Regions from separate parts of the Ctenopharyngodon idella genome. Here region 2 is linked to region 1. Evidence: chromatin contacts called from public Hi-C data. All regions are on one chromosome and are shown on one strand. The core of a region is the stretch at or near the end of the contact, and the rest is flanking DNA. Distances in the headings are between cores, read along the strand shown.

Evidence for each region. A called contact is a pair of places that touch in the nucleus more often than the background predicts.
Region 2: a contact with region 1 is called in a Hi-C map of muscle, with 5 times the contacts expected there. The contact joins the promoter of dtnbp1b here to the promoter of pard6gb in region 1. A contact is called at or near these places in 2 of 2 Hi-C or Micro-C datasets (both in muscle).

The regions. Positions count from the first base shown.
Region 1 is chr19:20,486,534-20,489,205 of HZGC01, forward strand. pard6gb (par-6 family cell polarity regulator gamma b) reads right to left here and starts at 1,377. Exons shown (of 3, transcript XM_051871860.1): 1 at 1,029-1,377. The coding sequence starts at 1,103.
Region 2 is chr19:20,786,631-20,789,302 of HZGC01, forward strand. dtnbp1b (dystrobrevin binding protein 1b) reads right to left here and starts at 1,297. Exons shown (of 6, transcript XM_051872638.1): 1 at 948-1,297.

The sequences.
Region 1 (2,672 bases), core at 127-2,626:
ATGGGTCTCAATGACAGCGCTTTGACAGATACTGTCTCCATCAGCTTGGCTGCAACAGATGTATAGTCCACACCACCATTAGTACGAGCGGTGACAGATATAGAGTTATTTCTATTTGTGAAGGGTCGGTTGAAGCTTTGTCGGATATTTCCCCAGGCAAATTGAACAATTACTGTGTATGAAAAGCCTTTATGGCTCCACTTTGAGTGATGATAAATCGATCATGCTATTCTTCAAGGGAACTATTACAATAGAATGATAGACAGAACACAGAGACAGACAGACATACCATTTCCCTCATGCGATTAATAAAGTATCAGTGTTAACCAGTGGTTTAAGTTTGTGCTGTAAATAAGTAGAAGAAACAAAATTCCACTTTGTCCAACTGACAAATAAAAGAGCCCATCCCAATGAATCAGCTCTTGTGTTAGCTCTTGTCATTTGTAAATATGTCCTTGTGTTGTTTGGATACTATTTTCGGACAGCTGGTAAGTTAATGAAGACAGTATTTAACCTGAAATGATGTGAAAATTACAAACAAACAAAACTTCAGAGAGCATAGAGAATGCAAGAGCAGAAAGCTCCCATCTGAAAGCCACATGCTGCATCCAGACCACAGAAACACATTTCTGAAACAGGATTTGTGCTTGATAATTTGAAGATTTTATGTAATTTTGGAGACCTAGAATCGTGAAAATCATAAACACTATCCATTAATGTGACAGTTCAAGTGCCAAAACGGTTGTATTATAACTCATTTTACTGAAGCTGACCAAAAGTTAAGCAGAAAACGCTGATGAAACAAAAAGCAATTCTCAAAGCAGAGGAAAACGTTGTTTTAAAATGACTTAGCTTAAGTAAATGAGTAAACTATCATACTATTTCATATGGCAGAATATGATTTGACATGGGCTAACCAAAGTTAGCCATCCCTATTTTTCCCATCTAAAAATATACAACATCGTGTAACTATGCAACGAAACTACTCTCGTGAAACAGTTTTCATGCATGCATTTCATACAACTCACCTTGCTTTTCACTTCCACAGCGTTCATGTTCAAGCTACGCAAAGATTGCGATTTATTATTAAAGCTCCGGTTCATTTCGCTCGCTTGAAACTTTTCAGCCCGTCCAGGATGATGGGCTCGATTTATAAGCCTGTCCCGTAATTGAACGTCTGATATTCACTTTCCAGATGCGGAAAAGTTAGTCCTCGGAGGCTATATGTCAGTTTTTCTTAACGTGAGGTCGCGTTGTGTCGGTCACTTCACAAAACTTCTGCAGAAAATTATGTGAAAGGCAAATCAGCGCCTCTCACTAGGGGGAGTGGGCTAAGTTTTCACATATGACATCATCGCTCCCTCTCTCTCAACGACTCCGACGAGTTTACCAGTCCTACTATGGTGAAGGCTGTGCTTATGAATAATAAATACGTAACGTGACGCTAGGTCCGGTAGGGGTTACGATTGGCTGAAAAGCGAACGTTAGTAAGTGGGCGGAAATTAGCTGGCGAAGTCAATGTTTAGTTTAAAATAAATAAATAAATAAATAAGGCATGTTTTTTTTTTCTTTTTTAAAATTAAAAACATTCTAAAATGGAAATTGCTCTTCATTCCAAGAAATTAATAGGTAGTGGGGACCTGTTTTCTCCTCAGAAAATGGGCGGTCCTTTCCTGCGAAGGCTGGCTTATGAATATTAATAGAATCACGTGACTGGACGCTCCAGGAAGGTTACCAAGCAACTTTAGCACGACGTTATTATTATTATTCATGAGCTATTCCTTAGCTATAGTAGGATTTGTAATATCTCCTGATTAACACACCACATATAAATGTGGATTACAACATTACATACAGTAAAGCGACTATAAGCGCGCTCTTTTTAGAAGGCGATGTTAGGCTAATATTACAGACATTCATACAGGATGTCTGGATGTGCAGCATTGCAGGGAAGCTCTCAGGCGCCGATTCCCGACAGCTGCTCTGGCCCAAGAATGTTATTTTAGTAACTTCTTCGGCAAACATACCACTGGCCAATAATAAAAAAGACATGTTATGTTATCTGTGAACTTAAAACTTCCTAAAACATCCTGGGACTATGAGTTCTCTATACTAGTAGGCCTACTCAAGATTGAAGATAAACTAGGCGTATTAAAATGTGATTACAACCAAGATGAATATATTTAGTAGATATTTTGATTTGCACGTTTAATTAAATTAAACTGGTCTCTTATGGTCAAGATTCAAGAATACAGACACACGGGAGTTCTAAAAGGAATACTTAGAATTCTGTAAAAAATTATATGATCAATAAGTCATGGCAACATAATGTTTTTATATTACTTTAACTCATAAAGTACTTTTTTATATATGTTATACGAGACTTGTGGAGTTTTTTTTATTGTTTTATTTATTTTCTCTTACGGTGTACGTGCGATCAGATGTCAAATACTAGTGGTACACTTACTGCTTGTTCTTACATTGACCGATAGATGTCACTGCTACACAATAAAAGAATCTGCCTTGCGTTAAACCGAGCAGTACACGTGCACTGAATTAAAGGGTTTCATGCATACCCTCTAAGTACACACACATTATCGTTATGCTATTTATACTCCATCCCTGCCTTTGTTGTGTTTTTGCGGGATGTTTCCTCTTTCACCCAGCTAAAT
Region 2 (2,672 bases), core at 47-2,546, 300 kb after region 1:
CACTGTCTGCCTACACAGTAGATGGATTAAAGATGTTTAGTTTCCCTAACACTGAATCTTCCAGCTTAATGAATTTCTAGACTCTCTAGGAGAGTATTTTAGTGAAAATGTACTCTTTCATCCTTCATCCTTATACACTTGCGTGTATATGTTGTATATATGTTATGTGTGCTCACCAAAACTGCATTTATTTGATTAAAAAATACAGTAAAAAAGTAATATTGTGAAATATTACCACAAATTAAAATAACTGTTTTCTAGTTTAATATATATTAAAACATTTAATTTATTCCTGTGATGGCAAAACTGAATTTTCAGCAGCCATTACTCCAGTCTTCAGTGTCACATGATCCAGAAATCCTCGTGTGCCAGTTAATCACTAATTAAGTTTGCCTGTTGTTCATTTAGTTCCCGTGTTTGCCTGTGTATGTATAGCCCTGTTTGTTCAGTTCTTTGTCTTGTGTTGTTTTGACTACCACGTTTCTCCTGTTATCTTCTTCCTTCGATTATCTTCTTTGTTAAAAACATTTGAGATAAAAATGTTTTAAACATTATAAATATCTTTACTGTCACTTTTGATCAATGCAATGTGTCCTTGCTGAATAAAAGGATTCATTTCTTAAAAAAAAAAAAAAAAACATACCTCGAGTGTGTATTAATTCATTGATTTTGACTGGAAAAACCCTGGTCTTAAAGTTTAAAATAGTTTGAAAATCTTGGGTCTCTAGAGTGTTCTCGGGTGCTGTAAAGTTGCCTGGTTGCTAAGCATTGTTAGTGTCCTTTATCTTGTTGCTATGTGTTGCCTAACAAACAAATAAAAACGCTGCTAATACTACCTCTGTCACTTTCCTCTGCATCTTTCAGATGTGATTATGAGATGATGTTTTGTTTTATGATTTAAAGGGTTAGTTCACCCAAAAATGAAAATAATGTCATATATTACTCACCCTCATGTCGTTCTACACCAGTAAGGCCTTCATTCATCTTCGGAACACAAAGATATTTTTGATTAAATCCGATGGCTCAGTGAGGCCTGCATTCAAAGCAATGACATTTCCTCTCTCAAGATCCATAAAGGTACTAAAAACATATTTAAAACAGTTCATGCGAGTTCAGTAGTTCTACCTTAATATTATAAAGCGACGAGAATACTTTTTGTGCGCCAAAAAAACAAAATAACGACTTTTCAACAATATAGTGATGGGCGATTTCAAAACACTGCTTCGGAGCTTTGCGAATCGAATCAGTGACTCGGATCTCCTATCAAACGGCTAAACTGCTGAAATCATGTGACTTTGGCGCTCCGAGTCATTGATTCGATTCGCAAAGCTCCGAAGCAGTGTTTTGTGAATGCAGGCCTCACTGAGCCATCGGATTTAATCAAAAATGTCTTAATTTGTGTTCTGAAGATGAATGAAGGCCTTACGGGTGTGGAACGACATGAGGGTGAGTAATAAATGACATTATTTTTGGGTGAACTAACCCTTTAAGTCACAAACCATGTCCTCATTAGATTATTGGGTCATGGTACTTATTAAACAGACTCAAAAATGCTGTCCTGGTTTTTTGGGATGAGACATCTTTGTGTCTTCAGACTGGATTTGTTTGGGTCAATGTTACTGTCTGCATGTCAAGACCATTAATGAGAAAACAAGCTAAGTGTGTGAAAACAGCATCAGTAGTCAGTTTGTTTCAGTATGTTTTATAAGCAGATTTAAATGAAGATAAACTACTAGAGAATATATGTGGCAGGTCAAAGAACACAGTTCGCCAGACTTTTATGCCATCTAGTGGTGAAATAGAGCAAAATTCACATTAAAATTTAAAGATAAAAAGATCATTGAAATAAATCAGCATATTAGAATGATTTCTGAAAGATCACTGAAGACTGGAGTAATGATGCTGAAAATTCCATCACAGGAATAAATTACATTTTAAAATATATGAAAATAGAAAACAGTTATTTTTGAGCATAAGAGACTTCAAAAATAAGAGATAAGAGACAATATTAAAATATATTAATTACTCCAAAGTTATGATCGGTATATGTATTGCCCATGCAAGCCTTTCATCTGAATTTCATATACTTTAATCTGTAACAGCCAAGTGAAATGGTTTGTTGTTAGGATCATAAAAAGTTTTAAAAAGTTACATTTTTAGGCTGGACTGCCTCAGCGTTATAACATCATTGTTCAATATCAAAATGTTCAAGGTTACGGCCTTGACGAAGATACATTCTATATTATATCCCAGTTGTGTTCCATAAGAACCAAATTAAACCTGATTGCATAATATCTCTTTTGTAGCCTACAGCCGATGTACTCTAATCCTTAATATGAAAGAAATGCACAATTTATGAGCTCTTTATTATTGTAATTGTATACATAAATGTTTTCATGCAAGAAAAAAAACGTCTTGATATAAAATCTGTGAATTTGTGGAGGACTGACTGAAACAATACTGAAAGCTGTTTCGCCTGATGAGGGCAGCACACGCTCAGAATACAGGAGCCTCTGATGGTACAAACACTATGGTGACACTCTTTCAGGCTCTTTAAAGGGATAGTTATGACAATTCTGTGATCATTTAGGGAAGACCAGGGATGGTTGCGTTCAAATTGTGATTAAAACCAGTTACAAGTGTCAGCTATTAAATGGCATAGCTGTTATCTT